2 separate regions of the Mus musculus genome follow, and region 2 is linked to region 1. Evidence: chromatin contacts called from public HiChIP or PLAC-seq data. All regions are on one chromosome and are shown on one strand. The core of a region is the stretch at or near the end of the contact, and the rest is flanking DNA. Distances in the headings are between cores, read along the strand shown. Region 1 holds the start of Gabpb2 (GA repeat binding protein, beta 2). Region 2 holds the start of Mtmr11 (myotubularin related protein 11).

Region 1 (3,075 bases), core at 286-2,785:
TCACATGAGCGTTTGTCTAGTGTGTATCCTAAGATTTTTCTAAATTCTCTTCCTAGTCCCTCTGTGCTAGGAGTTGAATCCAGGGCCACAGGCATGCTACATTCACACTTGCCTCTGAGCTATACTCCCAACCCTGCCTCCTAGGAATAGGAAGCCAATAAAATACAAAACAAGACCAGGAGACCTTTCTGGGTCAAGTAGCACAGGCTGGCCTTGAACACCTGGATCTTTCTCTCTCCTCTTCTCAAGCACTGAGTACTTAGTGTTCAGAACTTTCAATAAATATTTTAATAACCATGGAGTGCCTGAGCACTTGACAAAGCAGCCCATTACCAAAGAATAATAACTTTTGTTTATCATTTGGGTGTGGTGGTTTGTTCTTTGCAAAGCATGTACAAAAAACATGGCTCACCTCAGTAATTCCAACACTCCAGGGGCTAAGGTTAGAGAATCGCTGTGAGGCAGCCAATCCAAACTACATAGTAAGACCCAAATATTGGATTGGAAACTAGAGAAAATCCTTTATAGGAAGAGGGAGACAGCAGAATTCCTGGAGGAAATCTGTGACAAGAGGTGCACGCTAAGAAAGAAAGCAATTGAAGAATTCTCGGTCTGTACTTTTTTTTCTTTTTCTCCCCCCCCTCACCCCCCACACATTCCCACTGGGAGGCCAGCTGTACAAGCATCTGTGTTGAGAACTGGATATAAGTCCATGACTGCTCTTGTTCACATTATGAACTTACTAAAGTTTCACGTTATTACTGGACCTTGAAAAGTCCAGTTCCCACTTCCTCCCTAGTCACATATCCCTCAGTTTTTGACATCAGCACTCTGCCAAACTCAGGGGCGCCAACTTGCAAGTGGGAGCCCCAGTCTGTAGTGGCAGCCCGGACTCCTGCGCCACACCGCCCCCTCGTGGTCACCCCATGTGGCCTTGGCTTCCCGGAGTCCAGCTCCCCAGCCCCAGGTCTTCCACCCACCCCCTTCACCTCCCAGTCCCCTCCCCTTCCTCCCGACAGCATCCCCTTCCTCTTGGTCCCTCTCCCCCCCGCCGCCACCCCCGCTCCGGCAGTGTGCAGGCCGGCGCCCACAGGTCCTGGCCGGGCTGGGCCGGCCACTTATCACTGCCCCTTGCATCGCAGTTCGGAAGCTCCGGAACCCTGCGTGTCCTTTCCCCCTCACCTATTCCGGAGCGCTGCCGGCTTCGCTCTCACTGGGCCCGCCAGTTTGGTCCCGTTTCTTTCTCTAGTTAAGACTCCTTGCCAGCGGCCTCACTTTTCGGCCTTTTCACATATGCATATTTGGGGGGGCCCTTACCCCCCCTCACGGAGAAATGGAGGCAATAAAATGGCGGACCCGGAAGTGAAGGCGCTGTGACTATACGTCCTGGCGGAGGAATCTGAAGGAAATGGGTTAGCGGAGCCACTTTGCCCTTCTCTCAGGACCTCAACGCACCTCTGAGTCCGACTCCTTCCTACTGAGGACCTCGTGAGCTGGAAAAACGTATACCGCGGGCATCCTGAGCGGGACTACTTAGCGAGGCGCAGGATCACCGATTACGTGGCTTACGTGAGGGATAGTTCCGGCAGGGGACGGACGCAGATGGTAGTTTTGGCGCCAACCAGTGCAGCGCTCGGAGGAACTGGTTACTGGTGCGTGTTGGCGTCCGCACTCTACCTTCCTGCTGGTTCAACGCCGGGCTAACTTGAGGGTTGGGGGAGAATCTTGCTTCCGCTATTCGGGACCTTCTGGTTATGCACTCCTGTCTGACCGGACACTTTCCCAGTGTCCTGAATATAGGTCAGGAAAGAACCCCTGAACTTTTGGGGGGAAGACTAGAATAGGATGGGACATGAAATTGCATGTCTTTCATTTACCAGTCTATCTTGGTTTCTGTTCACCATTTTAACTGATATAAGGACCGAGAGAAAGCTCGGAGAAAACCTTTCAAAAATCAATAACAGGACGCTGGAGCAATGCCTTAGGAGACCCCAGTTCAATTCCCAGCACCCACATTGCAGCTTACAACTGCCTTTAACTCCAAGATCTGACACCCTCACACAAGCAAGCATACATTTAGGCAAAACACCAATGCACACTAAAAATTAAAATCAGTAATAATAACAAACACGCCTTTGATCACAGCAGGAGGCACAGGTCTCCTAATTTAATACCAAAGTGCTAGGCCCACCCTAGCAGAGTCCAGCAGAGTCAGGTGGATTTCTCTGAGTTCAAGGCCCGCCTCCGAAGAAAACCACACAAATTTAAAAGTTAATAATGGGCTGGGGGGCGTGGCTAATCTCTGAGCACTGGCTGCTTACAGGGGAACCCTAGCAGGGCCTTGTAGATGCTTGGCAAGCCCTTCTACCATTGAGCTATGTCCAAATCCTAAATTGTTCTTCAAAGTCAAATATTAGACAGACAGAAGGAAGCGCTGGAGAGATGACTCAGTGGTTAAGAGCACTGACTGCTCTTCCAGAGGTCCTGAGTTCAATCCCCACCAACCACATGTTGGCTCACTTGTAATGGGACCCAATGCCCTCTTCTGGTGTGTCTGAAGAGTGCAACAGTGTACTCATATATAGTATAGTAAATCTTTTTAAAATAAAAAGAAAAGCTTCACTTAAAAAAAAAAAGAAAGAAAAAAAGATAAAAGGGAAAGCTGGATTCGGAAGTGTGAGTAAAATCTGTAGTACTTCATTGGAATGGAAAAAACTAAGCCCCAGACTTAGGATTTAACGTCTTTATTCCATAAATGAATAAACAGCTCCGCAATTCATCTGCAATAGCTTTGGAAGGAATGGGGACGGGTAGGGTCTGAACATAACTGCTTACTTCACGGTCTTATGGCGGCCAAAGAACTGTGTCAGGAATCACTGATTCCTATCACATACTGCAACTACAGAAAGGCAAAGCTAAAATACTTAGGACCAAAACATCTGCCTGTTCCATGACAAAATCACAATTTTATATAAATTCCCCTAATAATACTCTGGTGTTTCTTTAGATCAGATACATCTTTTGTCTTTTAGGAATTATCCTCATAGTGAAGTTTCCCTGTGAAGACTCAAATCT
Region 2 (3,075 bases), core at 347-2,846, 940 kb after region 1:
GGTGGGAAGGACCTTGGCCTCTTTCTGTGTTTATAACTGGATCTGTGATTCATCCTGTGAGTCACTCAGCTCCACCTTCCTCCTCCAGCTACCCCTCCCAGCAGCCCTTGCTCCTGGCACAAACCTATAACCAGAGCGAGGGTCTGAAAATGGAAAAATCTGACACAGCTCCTTGCCTCTCTATCCCCTTTCCATCCAGTGGACATCTATCTGCATTTGTGCTGCAGGTGGTGAGAGTCTTCCTGTTAACCTAATCCTCAACTGCAGCCCCTTTGTGCTTCTGGTTAGGCGATGATCACATCACTTCTCTCCGTCCTGACCATTCCCTCTATATTCTGCTGTTCCCATACCTCAAGATATTAAAGAACAGAATGAGGCTTTCGGAGGAAAGTGGTGGGGAGAAGAAAAGTAGGTCATGGGATTTTGGCACACCTGTTCCTAAGCTGTTCCTTACTACATACTTTATTCCAGAAGCATTGAGGTGTGTGGTGGGGTGGTGGTGACCAGCAGTCTTTAGGACTTCTACAATCAGGCGTCTAGACCAGCTTGCTAGCAAGTACATACCTGTTTGTTCCAGTCTCTGCTCATGCTAGTTCACTATTTCCACAGTTGCAGCCAACAAAGAGAACTTTGGAAGCTGAGGCTGGAAGGATGTGTGCTGTGGGGAAGGGAGTGTTGAATGTCACGGCCCCCACCTAAGGATTGCTGCCTCTGTACAGACTCAAAAACAATAAAACAGCAGCTCATTAACACCTATTTTGTATTTCATTTCCTGTCTTCTCCGTGTTGAAACATGCTGCCCTCAAGCTGCCCTCCTTAGCATCTCTGTTCAGTGCCCTACAGCCCCATCTTTGCTTTTTAAATTCAGCAGGGAAGGAGGGGGAAATGTGATCCTGGAGCTGAAAAGAGTTTTCCAGTCCTTAGCTTTCAAAGTCCAGAACATGAATCATTCATTAGGAGATCTGGTGACTGGGTTGGAGGGGCGGAGTCATGTACCTGGGGCTGGGCTTTCCATAGGAATAGGTGGCTGCGGGAGTGGGGAGGTGCGCTCGCCGGGCGCAAAGGCTGGTTTAGATATACCACGATCTTTTTCTGGGTTTTCTAGCTCCCGCCCCACTGCCGAGATTTGCACACCAAAATACCTGTGCTGTGTCTGCATCCCAGACACACCAATTTCCGTCCACTCCATTCTGCCCCTGGGCCTGTCACGCTCTCCAGAAAAGGACACAAGGTTCAGTTCCCTTTATGTCCCCTTCTCAACCCGTTAGGTTGTCAGAGGAGGCTGAAAATGAACAAAATCACAAAACCCATGAATAAACGAAACCAAAATAACTGAGTTTCCTAGTGTTTCATCTCTCATTGAAAAAGTATAGAGAGCTAGCCCAAAATGTTTTCATTTAACTACTGCTCCCCTCGTCACACCCACTAATATTCACGAACAGAAAGAGACTAAAATGTGGATGTGGGTTAAGGGAATCTGGGTATCCCCAGTTCCCCCATTCCTCCCATCTTTCTTAAGCTCCTCCATTTCCTTTCTACTTTGAAAAAAAAAATTGCGTATTCTCCTTTAAGGGGCTGGGCATCTTGCCTGTTCTCTTAGAGTCACCGAAGTTTCCAAAGAGCCTCCCCTGTCTGGGCAGGACACACCTTTCAAATAAGACCCCTGGAACTGTGCTCCTGGTATCCGAAATGCCGCTACCGCTGCGTCCTCCCCAGCCTCTTTCTCCCCACCTCTAGGATTTAGCCTCTCCCCAAAAAGAGCCAGCATCTTTGAGGACTCCCACCCTTAGCTGCTCTACTCCCGGATGGAGCCAGGGAAATGTGGTGGGGGGGCCGGGGCCAGAGTTTCAACATTGCCCCCCAGAAGGAGGAGCCAGAGATGGGGGTAAGGAAAAGGAATGGGAGGGTAGCTAACAAGAGAGTGTGAATGGGATGCTGTGGAAATTAAAGGGGAAGGAAAGGATTCAGAGGAGGAGGGTGTATCTGTTTTATCAACTGTTATGGAGCTCGTCTGCCTTTTTCAGTCTCGAGTTGTCTCATTATCCATTAACCAGCCCCTCCTTGTCTTGTCTGCCAGCCGCAGTCAGTGATCTCAATTTCCCTGAGAGGAGAGGAGAGCAGAGCAGAGAAGGGGGGGGGGGGGGGGGGGAAGAACCCGAACAAATGAACTCAATGCGGGTCTCCAAAGGCAGCTACTGGAGAAATCCCAGATTCTGAGTTTAGGGGGTCCCAGATTAACTCTCTCCCCTGCTCAGCTCTCTGGACCGAAGTCTAACCCAGGGAACAGGATGCCGGAGCCCAGCAGTCATCAGCTTGGCAGCTGCCTGGCCTCTGGTTGTCTCCCAGGTAATAAAATGACCTCTCTAGATTCCTTTAAAAGTCTTCCTACCCCATCCTTTTTTGTTTTCACCAAAGATACTCCCTATTCCTTTCCTCGAAGTGTTTCTGAGACTCATTCTCCTGCCTCCTTCCTCAGAGCTTGTGGAAGGCCTGGACATTGTTCATTCTGCTTTCTCACCCCGGCTACCACTTTTCTTATTAACTATCCAAAGACCAGTGAGTGTATATGTGCCACGTTCTATGCAGGGTTTTAGAAGTTAAAAAAAAAAGTCTATTCTTTTCCTTCAATTTTACATCTAAGGATAGACGAGTAGCCACATAGAAGTGTGGGGCAGCATTGGGGATAGTTAGACCTTTGCTTCTCTTTCTCCCTTTTAGGGGAGCATATCCTAGCATGGGCACCAGGACGAAGGAAAGGGCCAGGACTAGACCTGCCTGGAACTCTGATCTGCACTAACTTTAGGGTAACCTTCCAGCCTTGTGGATGGCAGCGAAAGCAGGTGAGGTGATTAGTGTAATAGAAAAGCTTGGTGCGGTGTCCCAGCAGTTGGGGGGTGGGGCGTTGAGATGGAAGACCATGAGAGTTCCAGGCTAACCTAGGCTACATAGCAATGCTCTGTTTTTCTTGTGAATGTATCAGTAAATGGTAGAATTATTTCTATGGAAGCTGCCTTCTACGGGGGAGGGGCGGAGGCAGCAAGGCAAGACAGGGATGGCTGTCATGTCTGTAGCATC

Evidence for each region. HiChIP or PLAC-seq counts read pairs in DNA pulled down with a chosen protein or histone mark.
Region 2: an HNF4G HiChIP or PLAC-seq map of pancreatic cancer cells shows a contact between it and region 1. The contact joins the promoter of Mtmr11 here to the promoter of Gabpb2 in region 1. A contact is called at or near these places in 1 of 115 datasets of contacts at active chromatin or transcription factors (pancreatic cancer cells) and 1 of 9 other capture datasets (liver).

Annotation. Positions count from the first base shown.
Region 1 is chr3:95,216,407-95,219,481 of GRCm38.p6, forward strand. It overlaps Gabpb2 (GA repeat binding protein, beta 2), which reads right to left and starts at 1,536. Exons shown (of 10, transcript NM_029885.1): 1 at 1,183-1,536. It overlaps Mllt11 (myeloid/lymphoid or mixed-lineage leukemia; translocated to, 11), which reads right to left. Exons shown (of 2, transcript NM_019914.4): 2 at 2,138-3,075. It overlaps Gm16740 (predicted gene, 16740), which reads left to right and starts at 1,051. Exons shown (of 4, transcript NR_108026.1): 1 at 1,051-1,652; 2 at 3,033-3,075.
Region 2 is chr3:96,160,374-96,163,448 of GRCm38.p6, forward strand. Mtmr11 (myotubularin related protein 11) reads left to right here and starts at 1,597. Exons shown (of 17, transcript NM_181409.3): 1 at 1,597-1,885; 2 at 2,256-2,346; 3 at 2,719-2,840. The coding sequence starts at 1,820. It overlaps Otud7b (OTU domain containing 7B), which reads left to right. Exons shown (of 12, transcript NM_001025614.1): 12 at 1-756.